Linked DNA regions of Mus musculus: all the other regions are linked to region 3. The links are chromatin contacts, called in public promoter capture Hi-C maps. All regions are on one chromosome and are shown on one strand. The core of a region is the stretch at or near the end of the contact, and the rest is flanking DNA. Distances in the headings are between cores, read along the strand shown. Region 1 holds the start of Mmp10 (matrix metallopeptidase 10). Region 2 holds the start of Mmp8 (matrix metallopeptidase 8). Region 3 holds the start of Mmp12 (matrix metallopeptidase 12).

The links. Promoter capture Hi-C pulls out the DNA fragments that hold promoters and counts their contacts.
Region 1: a promoter capture Hi-C map of stem cell-derived epiblast-like cells shows a contact between it and region 3, with 5 times the contacts expected there. The contact joins the promoter of Mmp10 here to the promoter of Mmp12 in region 3. A contact is called at or near these places in 23 of 39 promoter capture datasets (the 3T3-L1 cell line, 3T3-L1-derived adipocytes, the C10 cell line and 15 more), 2 of 115 datasets of contacts at active chromatin or transcription factors (CD8 T cells and large pre-B cells) and 4 of 9 other capture datasets (adipose tissue, liver, macrophages and 1 more).
Region 2: a contact with region 3 is called in a promoter capture Hi-C map of embryonic stem cells, with 4 times the contacts expected there. The contact joins the promoter of Mmp8 here to the promoter of Mmp12 in region 3. A contact is called at or near these places in 23 of 39 promoter capture datasets (the 3T3-L1 cell line, 3T3-L1-derived adipocytes, the C10 cell line and 14 more), 7 of 484 Hi-C or Micro-C datasets (the HPC-5 cell line, bone marrow-derived macrophages, embryonic fibroblasts and 3 more), 5 of 115 datasets of contacts at active chromatin or transcription factors (acute myeloid leukemia, bone marrow-derived dendritic cells, bone marrow-derived macrophages and 1 more) and 4 of 9 other capture datasets (adipose tissue, bone marrow-derived macrophages, liver and 1 more).

Annotation. Positions count from the first base shown.
Region 1 is chr9:7,501,010-7,503,709 of GRCm38.p6, forward strand. Mmp10 (matrix metallopeptidase 10) reads left to right here and starts at 1,333. Exons shown (of 10, transcript NM_019471.3): 1 at 1,333-1,489; 2 at 2,137-2,381; 3 at 2,472-2,620. The coding sequence starts at 1,385.
Region 2 is chr9:7,557,007-7,559,706 of GRCm38.p6, forward strand. It overlaps Mmp8 (matrix metallopeptidase 8), which reads left to right and starts at 1,423. Exons shown (of 10, transcript NM_008611.4): 1 at 1,423-1,637. The coding sequence starts at 1,530. It overlaps Gm31751 (a long non-coding RNA gene), which reads right to left. Exons shown (of 4, transcript XR_379096.3): 4 at 166-1,607.
Region 3 is chr9:7,346,096-7,348,795 of GRCm38.p6, forward strand. It overlaps Mmp12 (matrix metallopeptidase 12), which reads left to right and starts at 1,279. Exons shown (of 10, transcript NM_008605.3): 1 at 1,279-1,443; 2 at 2,490-2,700. The coding sequence starts at 1,330.

The DNA.
Region 1 (2,700 bases), core at 83-2,582, 150 kb after region 3:
GTTCTGCAGATTAAAGATAACATGTAGTTAAAAATTTCACATAAAAGAGCTCTGTTCTAGGATTCCACTTTGCCTTAATGAACTGCATAAGCCTGCTTGTTTTACTCTATAAATATTCGGTACATTTAATAAATAATAACTTACTTAAAAATAAACAGGACTCCATTACCCCCAAGTTATTAATCTCCTTCAGGTGTGGTGGCCTAAAGTAGAGTTCTTTTATCCACCAAAATCACTCCTGCAAGGCACACCCTTTCATGGTTAGTCAACCACAGTCAAAATCATAACTCTGATCAACAAGAACCATCAGCAGGATGTGCCACCAACAACAAAGGAATGATTCAAATGAATATGAGGCATCTCAGAATGAGTCGACTCAGCACCTCAGGCAGTTAGCAATCTGTCCTGCTAACAAGCCCTATCAGCTAATAACCCAGGAATAAAGTAAAAAGGCACTTGCTGCCCGCATGAAGTACACATAAAACCAAGACCTTGTTTGTTTTCCATAGGGAAAGCAATCACGGGATAAAATTACATACTTGCTCAAGTCTAGCTGATGGTTCAGTCTGTCAGCCTCTTTGCCTCTCTGAATTTTAGGTTGGCATATTCTCTGTGTAGTGCCTACACTAAGCCACAAGCTGACTTGGCTGGCCTAGTGTACACATCCCTCATCCAAGCTGTGGCTCAAAGGCCTCAAAGCCTCCTGGTTTAGGAAGAGGAGGACAGAGGTAGGAAGAATATTTTCATTTAATAGTTAATTAACTGATTTCCATTTGACACGTCTTTATGGAGCCAGTATATGCTTATAGCAATTATTCTGAAACAGAGAGTAGGTGGGCCCCAAGCTTCTTACCTCTGTACATTTCCTCCTCCGTATTGACTGCTTTCTCAGAGTACTCTTACCCCAGGGCTGGAAATACCTCTTACCCAAGGACTCCAGCAATGGAGTTTCTGCCATTATAGCTTCCTAGACAGCAGTCCTTACATTCACTTTGCAATCTCTTTCCATTAAACTATTCACTCCTTGCCTGAATGTATGTAAGCCTAAGGCATGTTTTTAAAAATTACACTGCTTTCAAAATATCTAAACATTTTGCAAATATTAATTACCCAGACAGTCCCTTTTCCTCTTTGTAAACACAGAAGCCACATCCTTGAGATTAAGCATTCTTTCAAGTTTACTAGGTTGAGGGATTCACTGATGTAAGCTATTCTCTCTTCATCTTATGAATGTTCTTGTAGTCATTTGGATTAAAAATAGCACCCATGTGAGTCATGCTTAGTGACCTAAACACCGACTCCCTATAAAAGAGTGGCCACTAAAGGGAAGATATGGAAACCAGGTGCTAGAGAAGGATCGGTTTTTAAAGTAAAGACTGTCTGTATGGAGCCACTAGCCATCCTGGCACTGCTGAGCCTACCAATCTGCTCAGCGTATCCTCTGCATGGGGCAGTGACACAAGGCCACCCAAGCATGGATCTTGCTCAGGTAATCAGTCAGTGGTGGGGATCCGCTTCAACCAAAGTGGAGGCACAGCCTTGCCCTTTGGTCTTCCAGCAGCAGTAGTTGAGTTAGTTAGAAGTTGTGTTGGAAAATATCCAAGTGTAAGAGGTAGAAACTCCATCTTCACCGAAAAGTGAAAAGGGAAGGAAGGAATCGCAGTTACTGGGGGTAAATAACAATGACAGCAGCCGAAGTGGGGAGACTGGGAATGGATGAGCTCACTCCTGTGCTGGAATTATGCTATTTAAGATACTTTAGGAGGGAGGGCATGATAATATTTATCTCCTACAACTTCAAGAAGCAAAGAATACTCTAATTTTTCATTTGTGAAAAAAAATGAATTTATCCAACAACACTCAACATTGACAGGTTTGTGTTAATAATGGAAATAGAAAACTTAGATACATCCATTTAATGTGCTCATACATTTATGCCGACTTCCTTGCTTTGGTAGCAAATTAAATTGCAATGAAATAATAAAATGAGGGATTTTTGCAGGAAAAAAATCAAATGAAGCACTACATCTACTTGTGTTTCACTAAACTGGGAATGATTAAAATAGATCTTGAGATTTGTGTATGTGTTTACATTTCATAGCAACCTCTTTAAAACTATGCTTGTTTCTCCACTAGCAATACCTAGAAAAATACTACAACTTTAAAAAAAATGAGAAACAAATTTTCAAAAGAAAGGACAGTAGTCCTGTTGTCAAAAAAATTCAAGAAATGCAGAAGTTCCTCGGGTTGGAGATGACAGGGAAGCTGGACTCCAACACTATGGAGCTGATGCACAAGCCCAGGTGTGGTGTTCCTGATGTTGGTGGCTTCAGTACCTTCCCAGGTTCGCCAAAATGGAGGAAATCCCACATCACCTACAGGTAATGGCTCCAGAGTTTTCACACAGCGTTATAAATGTGTCAGGAGCATCACAGAAGCAAAGATTACCTTCTTTGATTTCTCTTATCCAGGATTGTGAATTATACACCAGATTTGCCAAGACAGAGTGTGGATTCTGCCATTGAGAAAGCTTTGAAGGTCTGGGAGGAGGTGACCCCACTCACTTTCTCCAGGATCTCTGAAGGAGAGGCTGACATAATGATCTCCTTTGCAGTTGGAGGTAATGCTCTCATCTGGTGTTTGAGTTATTCAGGCTACTCAAACAAAATATCTCACATTGGAAGATCTGTAAACAACACA
Region 2 (2,700 bases), core at 173-2,672, 210 kb after region 3:
ACGGCCAGGTGCTTCCTTTTTAGCTCAGACCTCCATACCCAGCCTCTGCTTCTCCTTTGCTATGTTCATCACAAATTGAAAATATTCCTAACCTCTTATGTTCTAAACACTTTTGTAAAATACATTTTTTAAAAAATTCATTTTTAAAGTTCATTTTAGGGGCTGAGAATAAAACATAGTCTGTGAACTACTTCTTTCAAGAATGAAGAACAGGAGTTAGATCGTGAAGACAGGCAGGCAGGAAGAGAGCCAGTGCCCTGTGTCACCACATCATCTGGAAGCCTTCACTCACCCTCCTAGCACTCTGGGGATGTCTGAGACATCTATCTCCTTCTCTCCCTTGTCCTTTTGTCCCTGGATGTAGGCCAAAGTTTTCCACTTGCTGTGAGCCCACAGTTACTGATGGTCCAGCCTGGATTCAAATAGCAGGTTGATGAACTAGAGCCTGGTATAGGATGGGCTCTGTTTCTCTCACCATACTCATGGGCTTGAGTCCTATGCAAAGTGAGCATGTGCCTTTCCTAGTCTTCCAGCCTCTGCCTCTCCTGCAAAATTATAGCAATAGTGTGTTGCTCTGAAAGCTGTATGAGAATAGGGCATTTAGTTGTCATTAACATGTTTGAAACATTGTAAGTACAACAGATGTTAGTTTTCGTCTTAACTATCACTATCTTTGTCCTTTCTCTGGAAAAACCCACCTTATAGTGAATGTTTTAGTACATCTATAGCAGTCATGCCACACAGAAGCTGCTGTTTACGTATGTATATGGACGTGTGCATTTATTTAAAAGTGAATGTTCATGTTTTGTGTGTGCTGTAAGTGGGATTTGTTTGTTTGTTTTGTGACAGGGTCTCTAACTAGCCTGGAACTTACCAAGTAGACTAGGTTGACTGGCCAATAAGCTGCAAACACCCCCTGCCTGGCACAGACCAGGACCGAGATTATACTCATGTACCACTAAGTTCAGTTTTTTACCTGCATGCTGAGAATCAAATTCAGGCCCTCATGCTTGTGTGACAAGTACTTTCCTAACAAAGCCATCATCTCTAGATGCTGCTTTTGGTCCCCACACAAAGCCTGCTTTGGCACACGCTATCAGGCAGCAGTGGTGGCTTAGAAACAGAAGTCTTACAGGTGTGCCACCGCTTCCCAAGATGATCGCTGAACATTCTTAAAATATTGCCCCGATTAACTAGCACAACTTCCTCATTACACACAGACAGAAACTGGAAGACTGTAGCCCCCGTGCCAGCCACCTCACCCTGACAGTTTACAAAAGTAGCGATCCATCCTCTTGCTTTGTTGAATGACTCCCCCACTTCTAGGTTCCAAATCACATTCTAACATTGAAGAACTGTCAGAGTGCGGTTAGCTATGTTGCCTCATACTGCTTAGGCAGAAGTTGCTCAAGATGTAGCTTTATAAGGGACCAGACAAGAGCAGTGATTGGCAGGGGATGCTGTGAGCTTGAGGGCACTTGCCAGAGGGGCAGAGGAAGGCAGGAGAGGTTGTCTTGGAAGATAAGATTATGTTTCGCCTGAAGACACTTCCATTACTGATCTTCCTCCACACACAGCTTGCCAATGCCTTCCCAGTACCTGAACACCTGGAAGAGAAAAATATAAAAACTGCTGAGGTAAATGGGCTGTCTATCACAGTTGATTTGCCGGTGGTTACAGAATTCTGAGGGTGGCTTTCCCTTCTTAGTCTAGAAGGACAGAAAGAGATTCTTCGCATGGGTTTGCCAAGGCTCAGCATCACTTTCTGAGACTTGAAAGACTCCACGTGGTCAAGGCCTGGCCCTGGAAAATGTAGACATGAAGACAGCTGGGTGTTTTCAAGCCCAAGGAACACTACTGTCAGGCCAGCTGCAGCTGGAGCCTTTTCAGAGAGAATATTTTATTTATAAAATGAACTGAGTTGCCTACCTAATTTTTTCTCTTCCAGTATACCTGTAACCCAGTTGTTCCACGCTCTATAGGCCAGTGCTAGAGTGATAGAATACTTGCTGGTATCCCAACACTAAAAAAATGGTGGGGGCTGTGGGGAGGTCAAATTATGACCTGCCCACCGCTTCCTGTATGGATAGTTTTCTGCAGCCAAAAATACTTTCATATAGAGACGATAGATGGAAATGGGGGGTTATAATTAATTAAAATTAACACATTGTTAATCAGATTTTCCAGGACTGTTTATTAAACTTTGGAAGTTTAGCATCTCTCTTGTTTTATAGTATAAAAAAAGGCCACTTTTTTATGCAAGAGAATGTAATCACCAATTTCTTGTTCATAGTTTTCTTAGTATTGAAATTTCCGGAAAGCATAATTCTTGCTCTTTTCTCGCAATCATTTTTGTGCCTGGCACAGAAGCCCCTAAGTTCGTACTGAGGGTGGGCTGGGTTCACTTTGCAGGTGCCACTCCTCTAAGTATCACAATGACTGTGATGTTGGAGACAAAGAACAGTGCTGGGATTTGCCCACACCTGCCACATCTCAAAGTGCAAGCTCTGCTCTCTGTCACCTCCAAATAACCAGGTAGTCACATACGAAGCACAGTATATATACATAGGCTACACATGGCAAGGTAAAGAGACCTTACCATTGACTGGCATGTCAACACTTGTGAATGAGAGTGGCTTACAAGATCTTATCTTGGTAAATGAAATGCTGCTGTTGCCCCAAACATCTTTTAAATGACCA
Region 3 (2,700 bases), core at 29-2,528:
CAAGAGCATAAGGAAGTTAAATAGTTAAATAGTTCTCATCTCAAGTGGAACCTAGAGTCAAGCCACTCACGTAAAAAGAGGCAAGATTTGGTAAGTATCAGGGATAGTACAGGGGCAGGGGGATTCCTCTTCCTATCTTAGAAGAAAAGGAAAACAAATGATCACAAGGCACAGGACACCTATAAACTCTACTGGATCTGTTGTTTTGCATGATCACCTAAAGCTAAGTGTGTGTGTGTTTGTTTGTTTGTGTTTGTTTCTTGTGCACGTCTCTGTGTACATGCATTGCATAGTAGGCCTGTAGAAACCAGATGACAACTTCCAGTCATCTGTTCTCACCATGTCGCATCCAGGAGATCAAACTCAGCTCGTCAGCTTCGGGAGCAAGTGCCTTTGCTTGCTGAATCATTTCATGGCCCCTAAAAGATGAATTAAAATTAACACTAGGAAGTAGACAGCATGTCTGAATTCAGGGAAATTGGAAGTCTAAATTATAACCCATTCACATACCTATGCACTAGGCTCTTCATGTAGACTCTGCATGTGGTGGGATTAAGTGAGTGTTGAACAGAGCCTCTGCCCACACAGCAGCCTCATTCCAAAATTGTACTTTGGGAGTTTTAATCCTTGATTTCTGAATGTTTCTATTCTTTAAACACTTCATGGGGGAAAGAAATGGAGAGGCGGCAGAAAGAAAGGAAGTCTTTCACAACATAGCTGCAAGTGCTGAACTCCAATAGCATGAAAGATGAGGAACGAAGTTCCAGAATCTCCCCAGACAACCTGTCAGGATTGGATTTCAGCTTCCATGAGTAAAAGTCTCAATCCATATAAGAACCCAAGCCTGCACATAGAGCAAACATCAAAGCATGCTCATTGTACAAATTTTCTCTGATATTTAAACAAATAAAGGATTGATGTATTCTAGCAAAAATATTTTCTTCACACATTTTTTAAAATTTTACTTTAAAGCACTTTACCTATATTATAAATTATAAAGAGAGTTGTCGATACCAAGCTTTCCAAAACTCTGCTAATGGAGTTCTGTTTGTATTTTTGGCTACTGTGTTATCGATGTTTTGTCTTACCTTCAGGTAGAAGTAGGTGGAAGTTAAGATTTACCGGTCATTTGTAAGAAACAGAGAGGTACAGAGATGAGTGATGAATTAGACAATGGTTTGACCTGCTGTTACTTCACATGATTCTGAAGTAAATCAAGGGATGACATCAACAGTGAGTCAGATAGAGGATTTCATGGTCACAGATCCTGGTACTAGGGTTATATAAAGTGGGGCTTTAAGGGAACTTGCAGTCGGAGGGAACAGGTTGATGAGCTGCACTCTGCTGAAAGGAGTCTGCACAATGAAATTTCTCATGATGATTGTGTTCTTACAGGTATCTGCCTGTGGGGCTGCTCCCATGAATGACAGTGAATTTGCTGAAGTAAGTATTGACAGCATTGCTCTGGTCCAGCCTGACTGTATCTTTAATAGTTGCTGAATTTGCAAATAGTATGTTGAAAAGTGTGATTCGATTTGAAAATCAGTACAGATTCTCTCTTGTTACCATGTTTTGTTTTCCAGAGAGGATTATAAAGATGAAAGAATGTCATTAAACTGGTGAATAATTGTACCATCTACAAAAAGCTTTGGCTAAATTACTTTAGCTCAATATAATTAGATTACATTTCTAATAGAGTGTTGTGTATTGGTCTCTCACTCCATTTGTCTTTTATTTGAGGTAGTAGTTTAATATCCAGTAATAATGCAAGATTTGGACTTTGCTTAGTCCATGTGACCACTTCAAGATTTTATGATAGTTACAGCATGTTCTCTCTGCGATTTATCTCATATATTTATTCATAAGTATTTTAAGTAAGATGTGAAATTTTACCTTTTTCTAATTAAAAAAACTTGAACATCTATTTTCTAAAATTATATATATATTCCTTTTTTACACAGAATCCTACTGTGTTGTCTAGTCTGGTTTTGAACTTGTGGGCTCAGATGACCCTTCTGTATCGCCCTCCTCAGCAGCTGGCTCTATTTTCTAACATTATTATTACTTTGAATTCATTCAAGTTTTCTACTGTGTCAAGATTTTCCCACTGCTGGGGACTAACCCTAGACCTGCTAGCATGCTAGATAATTGCTGTACCACTAAACTACCTTCCCCAATCAAGTACCCGTATATACTAGATGCTAAAATGGCTCCTTAAAAACCTAGAAGCAGGTCTGAAGAAGGAGAATAATAAATAGTTCTTCCTCTGGAATTTTGGTAATCTGACTAATCATTTATGTTTTAAATAGCGTAGGAAATTATTTTTTCCTCCTTATAATTGATTCCCTAGGTAATAATAATAATAATAATGTAGCCTGTGATTAAAATACCTGGTTCTAGAATATCAGTATACTACTGACCATGTTTGCAGGGTTCCCAGCAGAAACCTGGCTGCATACAACCGTGTGCAATGCTTGTGTTTTATCTAGTGGTACTTGTCAAGATTTTATGATTATGGAAAGGACAGAATTCCAATGACAAAAACAAAAACCAATAGAAACTTCCTAAAAGAAAAACTCCAGGAAATGCAGCAGTTCTTTGGGCTAGAAGCAACTGGGCAACTGGACAACTCAACTCTGGCAATAATGCACATCCCTCGATGTGGAGTGCCCGATGTACAGCATCTTAGAGCAGTGCCCC